Regions from separate parts of the Cricetulus griseus genome. Here region 2 is linked to region 1. Evidence: chromatin contacts called from public Hi-C data. All regions are on one chromosome and are shown on one strand. The core of a region is the stretch at or near the end of the contact, and the rest is flanking DNA. Distances in the headings are between cores, read along the strand shown. Region 1 holds the start of Gtpbp6 (putative GTP-binding protein 6). Region 2 holds the start of Mrpl16 (39S ribosomal protein L16, mitochondrial).

What was found. Hi-C and Micro-C count contacts between places; a contact is called where the count stands out from the background.
Region 2: a Hi-C map of the CHL-YN cell line shows a contact between it and region 1, with 4 times the contacts expected there. The contact joins the promoter of Mrpl16 here to the promoter of Gtpbp6 in region 1. A contact is called at or near these places in 2 of 8 Hi-C or Micro-C datasets (the CHL-YN cell line and the CHO-K1 cell line).

What each region holds. Positions count from the first base shown.
Region 1 is chr3:48,579,735-48,585,765 of CriGri-PICRH-1.0, forward strand. Gtpbp6 (putative GTP-binding protein 6) reads left to right here and starts at 2,770. Exons shown (of 10, transcript XM_035441968.1): 1 at 2,770-3,125; 2 at 3,626-3,808; 3 at 4,453-4,523; 4 at 4,688-4,818; 5 at 5,044-5,114; 6 at 5,853-6,011. The coding sequence starts at 2,810.
Region 2 is chr3:48,828,080-48,834,110 of CriGri-PICRH-1.0, forward strand. It overlaps Mrpl16 (39S ribosomal protein L16, mitochondrial), which reads right to left and starts at 3,321. Exons shown (of 4, transcript XM_027406648.2): 1 at 3,162-3,321; 2 at 2,861-2,926; 3 at 861-1,009. The coding sequence starts at 3,216.

The DNA.
Region 1 (6,031 bases), core at 1,520-4,019:
TCAGCCCTGCTGACCCAGAAGAAATATAAGATTGGTAGCATCAGAAACTTAGACGTGGTGCTTAAATTTTCTGAGCCTAAATCTCCACAAAATGAGGGTAAAGTACAAAGAATGATCAGGAGAGAAACTGACAATAAAAATCTTTAGAAGATGGTTGACCATTTAACCAAAGCTACAAGAGTGAATTTAACTCCAGTGTGGTAAAGAGGCAGCAACGGGAGCCCACAAGCTCACATGTCAGGTGTACCATGCTTGAGTTTAGACCTCCTGTAAGGAAGGAAAAGGAACATGCAGGCAAGCCTGACTTGTCTGAATGGGGTTGTACTCTGCTTCCCCGGTGCCTGAAAAACCTCCAGTTAGGACCCTGAATGGTGCTGACTATAGATAACATCCAGGTTGTCTGGAGATCCTGAGACTTGAACTGAAGTCTCTCCAAGGCTAAGGCAATCAGGCATTCACAAAGAGTTGTGGAGTTTGGAAGAAGTATTAGGGATGGAGCTTTGGGTGTGAAAGCCCAAAGTTCAAATGCCAGAGAGCAGTGTTTGGGGTGTAGCTGAGGACAAGTTGGCATGAAGTGTGTACTGTATCCACTCAGCTATGGTGGGTCATTCCCCCTCCAGGTCTTCCACTCTTTCTTTACTTTTTTGTCAACTCATGTAGCTGTCAGTGACAGTACCCTGCAGCCCTCTCTTTGCAGTCCCCACTAGGACCTTAAAGCTCCTCAGTCTCCACCCCATCAATCCCTGGTACTTGCCTGCCTGGCAGGAATAAGGATGTCCTAAGAGACATATCTCTCCCTTTGGCTAACAACTAGTGAAACAGTAGATACCATGAAATTCTAATTCCCCTGGGAACCTCATTGTGGGAAAAGACTGACTCCTGCAGATGAGAATGTCTGCACTGAAGAAACATTTACTCCATATCTGACTACCTTGCAGGAGAGACAGGAGCTGAGGTTGGGGGAGGGGTTTTAGAGGTGGGAAAACTTTATATGGCTTATTATATTACTTAGTTGTACTATTGTTGCCATCTATCGAAACCTGTTAGGACCCCAAGGTTTTCTCTTCATCACTGTTCCAAATAAGTCACACTGGAAAATGTCATGTTTACAATTTTTCGTTAATAAGGGGGATCTCTGAGTTCAAGGCCAGCCTGGCCTACAGAACAAGTGCCAGGAGAGGCTCCAAAGCTACACAGAGAAACTGTGTCTTAAAAATAATAATAATTTGCTCTTTTTATCTTTTCTATTGTTTTCCATCTTAAAGAATACTCTCAGGATTGGAGAAATGGCTCAGAGGTTAGGAGCACTAACTGCTCTTCCAGAGGTCCTGAGTTCAATTCCCAACAACCACTTGGTGGCTCACAGCCATCTATAATGAGATCTGGTGCCATCTTTTGGTGTGAGGCATACATGGAGGCAGAATGCTGTATATATAATTAATAAAGAAATCTTTAAAAAATACTCTCAGTATGAATGTCTGACTGGCCTGAAACTCACTATATAGACTACTACTAGGCTCTTCTAGAACATCAGACAGATTTGCCCATTGTGTCTCCAGTGTACCTGAATTGTAGGTGGTTACATTACAGACAACTAAAGACAGGCTTTTTATGTAGCCTTGGCGGTCCTTAAACTAGCTCTGTAGAGCAGGCTGACCTTGAATTTACAGAGATCCACCTGCTTCTGCCTCCTAAGTGTTAGGATTAAAGGTGAGAACAGACAGGAAGGAGCTCAAAGCTTTCAGTCTGAGGATTCAGAGACAGGATCACCCTTTTGGTCTGAGCATTGGTAGAGGTAAAAACTCTCCAGTGGCTGGCTGCTCTGCTTTTCTGATCTTCCAGCTTTCACCCCTGATACCTGACTCAGGGTTTTTATTATTAAGACCTATTAGAAATCGTGGTATTTCTATGGTGGCATAGACCTGTAACCATGATACTCAGTGGAGACAGGAATTTCAGGATTTCAAAGTCATCCAAGATGAGAATGGTCTAAATAGAGTATGGTTGGAGGCCCATGGAACCTAAGGTGGCTGACTGACTCAGGACAGTGTCTATAGTCTTCCCTGAAGCTCTAGAACTTCAGGTTCATGGCACCAGCAAGTGTTAGCTGAGGTATTTACCAGTCCATGTTTTCTATTCTTGATAATGTTTTCTGTCCAAGGCAGCCTAGGTCACTTAAGGGTCAGACTCATGTTGCCCAACAGAGTAATATTCTCCTGCAAGTGGGTGAATTAGCCTCAGACAGGAATGAGCTCCCTATTTTTATATGCAAAATATCATATTCAGTCCTGAAACCATAACACACAGCCAACAGAAATGGACCCAGCAGGTTTTATTCATATATTTAGGGTTAGAGGATAGGGATAGAGTGGGTTAAGGTTTGTGTGATGGGCCCCAGGAGGTGTGCAGGTGACAGGTGTAATGACCCCATTGTAGTGAGGTGACTCCATACGGTGACCCGCACTCTAGCATAAAGTTGCCTCATGACTTTCGGCCCAGGCCCCGCCCTCTCCAGGAGATAATCAGCCCCAGCTGGGCCAGTCACTCGCTCCCGTGGGGACCTGCTTGCCTGTGACCTTCCAACACTTTCCTGTCATGCGTCTCCCGAGGGTCCCAGGTTCCCTCTACTCTCCCCCACACCACCACCCCCAAGCGGGACTCGAACACTGCACAGACTGGGACTCCATCGCTCGCCAATCAGGAGCGGGATCTCAGAAGCAGCGGGGGGTGGAAGCGGGGAGAAGCACCGTTGTCCCCGCCCCCTCGCCCCGCTCCTCCCTTCCCCGTCCCCATTGCGCGCGCACGCAGCATGTTCTCCGTGCGCACTGCCGTCCTCCCGGGCCTCCGGCTCCTAGTCCGAGGCTTTGCCGCTCGGAGCTCCGCGCCGCCCCTGCAATGGCCGGTCCGAGCGGGCATCGCCAACATCCGGGTCTTCGGGAGCCAGGGACGAGGCGGCTCGCACGACCGGGGCTGGGCGAGCGGCGCCGAAGGGGAGGGGGAGGAGCCCGAGGAGGAGGAGGAGGAGCTGCTGAGCGCCGAGCCGCTGCTGCCCACCGCCTCCCAGCGCGTGTGCGTCTTGCATCCTGACGTCAAGGGCCGGGCCGGAAGGACGCCGCGGAACACAGGTACCGGAAGGAGAAAGGCGGGGCCGGAAGGCGGAATAACGTCACCGAAAGGGCGAGGGCAGGAACGAGCGGCGTCGCCAGAAGAGGAGGGGACCCTTCCGGAGGGGCGTGTAGGCGAGGGAGGCAGTGGAGCGGGTTGCCCAGAAGAGGCGGGACACTAGGGCGGAAGTGCTCACTGAAGCCGGAAGGGAGGTGTTGCGGGCTTGACGGGGACAAGCTGATTGGGCAGGGATGAAGAGGCGGAGCCACGGAAAAGTAAGGTGGAGGAGAAGCCGGGGGAGGTCAAACTGAAGTGCATCCGGAAGGGGGCGGAGTTTGGGGGTTGGCCTGGGGCGGTGTCCTGTTGAGCATGGGGCGGGGCGTCGGGCGGGGCCTGGGTGACGGTGGGGCGGGGCTTGGCTTGCTAGGCGTGGAGTCTAGATGAGCTTGGGGCGGGATCCTGGTAACTTGGTTTCTTAGCACTCCTGCCCGCTGCTGCAGCAGCCTCTGCGATGTTTCAGGGTCTGTGCAGCCGCGGCCCCCGACGGACGCCGTCTGTACTCTCTTAGAGTTGCAGGTGGCGGAGGCCGCCGCGCTGGTGCACGCGCTGCATGGCTGGTCGGTGGTGCAGACTCTGGTGGTGCCCACCAAAGTCCCCGACAGCAGGCTCGTCTTCGGCAAGGGCAACTTCCAAGACCTGACAGGTGAGTCGCCCCACCCCCTCCGGCCCGACCCTGTGGACGGTGGAGCCGTCCGTGATCGGACCCCGTGGTGGGTCCCGGGGACACGAGTCCCACCGCTGTGGGAAGACCCACCCTCGAGCCTCAGGGCAGGCCCCGAACTGGCAGGTGGTAGGAGGGTGCAAGAAATGTCACTCACCTGCCCACATGTCCCTGCCTCGAGCTATGGGTCCCTGTCCAGGTCCCTAACAATCTCAGCCTGATTTCAAGAACCAGATGCTTTCCGGAGCATAACCCCCTACACCACACACACACACACACACACACACACACACACACACTGTGTTCCTGCCTTGCAGTACTCTGTGTGCATGCTTGTGCTGCATACTCTGTATGCGTGTGCAGCCCTCTGTGCAATCCTGAGTGCATACCTGTTCAGTCCTGTGTGCTGCCCTCTGAGTACATGCGTGTGATTCCCTTTGTGTGCACGTGTGTGTGTGTGTGTGTGTGTGTGTGTGTGTGTGTGTGTGTGTGTGCAATCCTTTGTTTGTATGTGAGACCCTCAGTGTGGGTGTGCATCCCTCTGTGTACATGTGTGTGGTCCTCTGTGTGTAGGCTGTGTGGCCCTGGCACAGCCTGCCTCTGATGGAACTTTCTCTACCCACCAGAGAAGATCAGGGGGTGTCCAGACATCACTTCTGTCTTCCTGAACGTGGAGAGGATGGCTGCACCAACCAAGGTACAGCGGCAGTATGGGCTGAGGACGGTTCTGACACCATGCCTGAGATGACAGCATGTGATCTGCTGTGAAAACATGGAGCCACAGGGCCTCACCACCCCTTTCTCTGAGCTCGGCTGCAGGCCTCAGGTCCCCTCACTCCCCATTTGCCGGCCTCTCTGTAGAAGGAACTCGAGGCTGCCTGGGGCGTGGAGGTGTTTGACAGATTCACCATCGTCCTGCACATCTTCCGCTGTAACGCCCGCACCAAGGAGGCTAGACTGCAGTTGGCACTGGCTGAAATTCCCCTTCTCAGGTGGGTCACTCCCACCCACACACGCCTTAGTCTTTATTGAGGTGAGCATAGGACAGGTGGTGCATCTGGATCTCCACAGACTTGCTGCTATGGTGTCCAGTGTCCCCTCCCATACAGAGACCCCCAGCTCTGCACCCCCTTGGCCGTTTAAACCCTGAGAGGACTTGGCTCTGGCCAGCAGAGACCATAGTGCCAATAGCCACTAAGCGTGTGTTTCAATTCTAGGTCTACTTTGAGCAGACATTCTGCCTGGCTGGACCATGAGAGAAGGGGCCCCCGGTATATCATGGGGTCAGGTAAGGGTGCCGCACAGTGTCCCAGCTGTTAAGGTGGGGAACACTGGCCACATGATGTGCTGACCTGTGTACAGTTGTGCTGCCCTGTGATGACCATGATTTATCAGTGACGACCTGCTGTGCATGGAATGACCTTCAAGTCACTGTGTGCCCATCCTAGTCTGTAACCAGCAGGACTGCTGATGCCCTGGCATGTGAATGATGACTTGCTGTGCCCAGACTGACCTGCCAGTCACTGTGTGTGTACCTCCTCGTCTGTAACAGTCTCTGATTAAGCCATGATATGTGAGTGGATAACCTACTGTGCTGGACTGACCTGCCAATCACTGCGTGTGCACCTTCTAGTCAGTCACAGGCTCTGTTTATGCAGTGATGTGTGAGTGGATAGCCTAGTGTACGCAGACTGATCTGCTAGTCACTGTGCGCACATTCTGGTCTGTAGCAGGCAGGCTTCCTGACCTCTGAAAGAGCTGACCACGCCCTTGTTTCTAGCGCAGGAGTTGTGAGTGGATTAGTGTGTTGATCTGTGAGTGACTGCTGTGATCCCAAGTGGGAGGATCCAGTGGCCCACCAGTGGGTCCATCTGGGAGCCAGGAGTGATGCGCTGCCCCATCGATCAGTGTGTAGTATGGTTTGGGGACCACTGTCCTTGAGAACATGGTGCTGACACCCACAGGACCCCCAGGAGCACCCTCGCCCCTAGCTTCTCCACAGCCATCCGTGTGTCCGTGTCCCCAGGGGAGTCATTCACAAAGCTGCGGCACCGGGTGCTGAAGGAGAAGGAAGCAAAGATCAGGCGCGCCCTGGAGCGTTTGCGGGACAAGCGGAGCCTGCTGCGGAGGCAGCGCACACAGCGCGAGTTCCCCATAGTATCTGTGGTCGGCTACACCAACTGTGGTGAGGGTCCCCAGAGTGCA
Region 2 (6,031 bases), core at 2,071-4,570, 250 kb after region 1:
GAAGAGCAAAGTCCCAGACAGAGAAACATTGATGTAATGCCCTGACACAGCAAAGGGCTTGGTGAGTTTGTGTGGAAGCCAGTGTTTGCAGGGGTGCAGGAGGGATGCAGAGTGGACACAAGGTTCTGAGAGATCAGCAGCAGTGCCATGCAGGCCATCACAGCTACCACTCTGGTTGCCTCATATCCACTTGAGTGGCAACTGACATTAATTTTTACAGAAACCACTCGGCAAGTAGTGAAGCAGCTGTTCTAATCCTTAACCAGGAATATTTCACTTTTACCAAAAGTTTAAAAAGATCTCGTTGTAACTGGGCAAACAAGGCAGCAAACAAAGCAGGGAACTGTGAAAGTTCCCTGCTTTCACAGTAGCCTTCCTCACCCCCTCTATAGTTTCAAGTCATCTGAAATAGTAAGTGGAGATCCTGGCATAAACATTTATAATTTTAAACTAAACACTTTTCGGAATAGCAAGATAAAAACTAATATCTTGTTCTACACAATTTCACCCAGATATGAATCACCTATCTGTTCAGTGTATAATTGTTGTACAGGCTACCTGCCTGTGGGGTTCTTAGAAGCCACTAGGTTATCGGATCCACTGTGACAGTATCACAGGGCTTCTATACAGAATTCCATGCTATCCACACTCTCAAGCATCCAGTAGAGGACTGCTGTTTTCAGTCCTACACTGAAGAAAGGCATATAACTCATGTTTACTTGGCTACCCAGTAGCCTCCATCTACATCTATTTAAGAGTAACTGGACTATAGCATCTAGGTGTGGCAGTTCTAATAAACCTGGAGGAAGAGACTTCAACTCAAAGAGTAGGAAATTTTGTTAATTTCTTTTATCACTCACCAAAACTGCAAAATTGCCTTCTGTGAATTCAGTGGCTTCAGTTGAAGGTCCTCGTATGTCCTTCAAATTTTTAGGTTCTCTTCTTACTTTTGGTACAAGTGGGACCCTTTCAACAAACTTAAGCTTGGACCTTTCAGGGATGGAGATATCTAGCAGGACAAAAACAACCAGGAATAAGCAAAGCTACACATGATCTACATTCTCCCTGTGAAGATTCACACCATCAAGTGGGAGTCTTAGGTCACTGAATAATATTAATTCCAAAGGTTGTTATTCTCCTGTGGATGTTTCCAGTGACACCGGAATCTTTCAGCTATAACAGTGCTTTCTGCAGATGTTTCTAAACAAAATTCACTTGCTAACTCCTTGCTCTATGTTCAGCACCTATAATGGGTACTGTTCCAAATTACTGTTTCATTCCACCTTTAAAGCAGCTTAGGTATTTTGAGACAGTCTTCATGGGCTGTCAGGTGGTGATCACTGTGTAACCTCAATCCTGTAAGAATCGCTGGATTGAGTGTGTGCTATCACCACACCTGGCTACCTGTATACTATTTAGGGCTTCTTCTTTTTTTTTTCTTAAAGTTTGAATTTTACATACACTAAATGGACAAGGGAGAGGGGTATTACAAAGTGAAGTATTAGAAGAAAACAAGGGGCCTACGAGATGTTTCAACTGGTAGGACGCACCTGCTCTCAAGCTTGCCCACCCAAGTTTTGTGTCTTTAGGGCCCACATGGTGAAAGGAGAGAACTGACTCCCAGATGTTGTCTTCTGACCTCTACAAATATACCATGGCATGAGTACATCCACACACATACATGCATACAAAATAAATAAAAAGTAATAAAAATATACAAAAATTGAGAATAAGAACACATAATTTTCACCTAGATCAAGAAACATAATTGGGCAAGTGGTGTTCTAATCTCCATTTTAAAAAGGAATGTAGGGCATAGACATTTTACAATTAATTCAATTAAAAACATCGAAGCAGGCTCTTTTTTAAAAAAGTCACTGCCCGTCTGAATGCTAACGGGGTACAGAATACTATATTGTACAAAAAATATGGTCTTCAACTGTGCTGTATTTTTCTTGAGAAACAACCTAAGAATTCTCTGATCAGTATTTTAACACCTTAACCCCATTTATTTGGAAACCTTGGAAAAATAATTGTGATTAATAAAAAAATTAAATATGAAAAAAATATGGCTCCATGCTAGAAATAAAGAAATCAAGAAACCTCAAAGATTCATCACATTATCAGTGGAATTATAAAATTGAAATTCCAAGTTATAAAAACCACCATTAACTTCTATGGGCAGTTACTGAGAAACTTGGTAGTTAATATGCACTTACAAGAGCACATAGTCCTTTGTTTCTTAAAAACTTTGGGTGCTTTGCCTGCATGTATTGATGGATTCCTTGGAACCGGAAGTATAGACGGTTGTGAACCATCATGTGGGTTCTGATAATAGAACCCGAATCCTCTGCAAGAGCAACAAGTGCTACTAACTGCTGTACCATTGCTCCAGCCCTCACAGTTCTTTAACAGTTATGTGGAGAAGACCCTCAGATGCCCCGGCTGTTTGCAGTTTTGGAGATCTCAATATATTAAAGTTAGATTTATGGGGCTGCAGCTGACCTGGTTACTATTGCCAAGTGTTATACATATATTCTGTTTGGAGAGAAGATCAAGTCTAGTTAATGACCAGTTAGCTCTGACAGTAGATCATGGGGGTCACAAAACAGTGTAGGATGCCGGGCAACTAACCCAATAGGTATTTGCTCCGCCTAGGTGAGGAATTTTTACGTTCTTGGCCTCTAGTTCTTAGAACACTGCTTGTCAGCGCAGTACGCCTTCATTACCTGTATTTGTTGAATCACTCAATGAAGACGGGAAGCAGCAAGAGCACCTAAGTTTTTTTTTTGTTTGTTTTTGTTTTTTTACCATCAGCTGGGGTTCATCAGAGAAAAAAGTGGAGATGACAGGCGCTCACCTTCAAAACTTGGCACTGGGAGGAGGGTCTTCAGACCAGCACTGGTGGGAAGGGCTGCCCAAGAATCTAAAAAGACAAACCAAATCACGGTTGGCACACTCTGGGTCATTCCTGACAGAGGTGTCTAGACGTGCGGGGCGCAGGTTCCACTAAACGGGCTCCCAAGGGAGCAGGCGGGGTCTCGAAGCACCGACTCCCGCACATGACCGGGACCCAGGGCGGCAGGAAAGCGCAGGTCTTAAGAACAAGCATCCACTTGGGAGTGTGCGGAGGACGAACAGGGGAATGTCTTTCTTCTGACCTGAAACGTGCACCCGCAGGAGCGGCGCGGGAGTGCGCGTCAGCAGCCTCCACATGGCCACGCGCGAGCGGCGGGGGTGAGGATTCTCTCGGCGACAACAGTGGCTTCCTCCCTTCGTGAAGCCCAGATTTCAGCCGGCCGGAAGTCACCCAGGACAGGAAGTGACGTTGAGCCGCTCCATTCCCTTAGAGAGTCCCTACGGAAGCGGAGGAAAGTCGAGCTCAATTCTTGGTTCCGGAGCAGGTGTCTGCAGGTTAAAGGTGTGGCGCGCCAAGCCACGCCCAGGCGTTCCGTGTTTCTGTGAGGGTTTCCGGTTTTTCCCGCATAGTGACCGCCCAGGATTTTCCCCTTGGTGTGGGAAAGTGTGAAACCTTGAGGTTTGATAGGAAAGTTGTTCCCTTAACTTTCGCTGCCTTATGTCCCTTCTCTAGAGGATATTAGGAAGATGCCATTATTTGTCATTGGCTTATTAACTGGGCGCTTTCGGAGTTTTGTCCTGATAAATCCATGAGAAGAGCTGTAGCTGGAGTTTTCAAGGTAAAAACCCAGGCTTGGACAGTCCCAACAGGCTGGGTTCGATCACCTGTCCCCAATATGCCAATTAAAGAGAAAGTAATGGCGAAAACCTAGCATTCATTTAAGGTGGCTTCCTTTGAAACAACAGATGAAGGGGTCCAGTGACCATCCAAGACCGTTCTCAAGGCCCTGGCATGAGCTTTATTTATGTTTTTTTTTTTCTCCTCTTTTGAGACCGAATCTCTCCATGTAGAGAGACCTCACACTATGTACACTAGACTGCCCCCCCCCCAGTGTTGGGATTAAAGGCATGGTGATGCCTTCAGCTTTAAATTTAAATAGAGGACAAATTGAGGCACAGGGTAGGGAGTCGGCTAAAGGGTATGCATAATTAAGCGCCTTAAGTGGTTAAGGTGTCTGGTTGATCATTGCCTCAGTTCTGGTTTGGCACGGCAGTCATCTCAAGCTGGCATAGTTTTAACAGAATCAATCTGTTTCCATAGGAGATAAATTCCATTTCAAGTTGCAGCCTTTGTCTTCTCAGAAGAGGGGCAGCGGTCTGTCTTCAAGTTTTTCCCTTCAAGAAGTTCAAGAGGAGTTGGAGGGGTGGCTGAGTAGGTAAGAGCACTGGCTGCTGTTCTATAGGACGTGGGTTCAATTCCCAGCAGCCACATTGTGGCTCATTACAGTCTACAACACTAGTTCAAGGGATCGTACATCCTCTTCTGTCCTCCTTGGAGCAATCAGGCATGCATGTGATGCAGGCACGTACACACACACACACACACACACACACACACACACACACACACACACACACACACACACGGTGCAATAAAAATAATTAAAAGAAGGGAACCTAAGAGGGAAAGTGAAAGACAGTGACGTATCTCTGGGTCTTTACCCAGAATAAAGACACAAAGTGAAGGTAGAGATTTCAGCCTTTCCCCCTGCTTTTATTAACTTGTGAGCCCTAGTGATGAGCTGATGTCTTTTAGTAATATTTGTGTCAAAGTCATTGTAATTATTTTGCAAGGGATTTTTCTCAGCATTACAATGGAAAATTTGAGCACACTCTGTTACTTCAGAAACCTTAGTGAATGGGACATACCATAAATTAATAACAAAGGGAAAAGAAATAATACATAATCATCTTTTTGGAAATGTTAGGCACATTATTTTTTATGAGGCTGGAGCTTTGTAATCAGAACAAGAGTATTTGTATCCAAGTTTTTAGGAGACAATGACATTAGTAATTGAGATATGTCTCTTGTACTTACGTCATGTTAAATCTGTCTGCCCTTAAGAATTAATTTCACAAACAGTAAATATAATCTATAAAGCTTTTAGATATACTGGGAAAATTGCTTACAAATCTACACACCCATAAAATGCATCATTTCCTTCTCCACGGCTGGTGGGAGTGCCAACTTGTACAGCCACTTCGGAAATCAGTATGGCGACTCCTCAAGAAAATGGGAATCAGTCTACTACAACATCCAGCAATTCCACTCCTAGGCATATACCCAAAAGAAGCACATTCATACAACAAAGACATCTGTTCAACGATGTTCATAGCAGCACTATTTGTAATAGCCAGAAACTGGAAGCAGCCTAGATGCCCTCAACTGAAGAATGGATAGAGAAATTGTGGTACATTTACACAATGGAGTACTACTCAGCAGAAAAAAAAAACAATGGAATCTTGAAATTTGCAGGAAAATGGATGGAACTAGAAGAAACCATTCTGAGTGAGGTAACCCAATCACAAAAAGACAAACATGGTATGTACTCACTCATATGTGGATTTTAGACATAGAGTAAGGGATTACCAGCATACAATCCACACTGCCAGAGAAACTAGTAAACAAGGAGGACCCTAAAAGAGACAAACTTTGTCCCCTGGAGAAGGGGAAAGGGTAACTATCCCCTGAGCAAATTGAGAACATGGGAATATGGGGGAGGGAGCTATGAGAATGAGAAGGGAAGAAAAGGAAGAATGGAGAGGTCATGATGGAGAAGAAAGGTTGAGTCAGGTGTAGATTAGAAGAAAGGATATGTGATAGGTAGGGTTTTATTTGGGGAGAGTGGTAGAGGAGGAAGGGAGGGAGAAGGGAACTGGGATTGTCATGTAATTCAATCTTATTTATAATTCAAATAAAAAAACTTACTAAAAAATGCATCTGTTTCCAAAGTGTTGATGGACTTTACAAAGCTACCCTAAGGACATAACTTTAACTTGTTTACTTTTGTAAAGGTCATATCCCTACTCCTGCTCTGCAAAAGGCCACATTTTGAATGACCGGGAGGAGTCATGACTCCAACATTTAAAAAAAAATGTAATTCATCCGGCA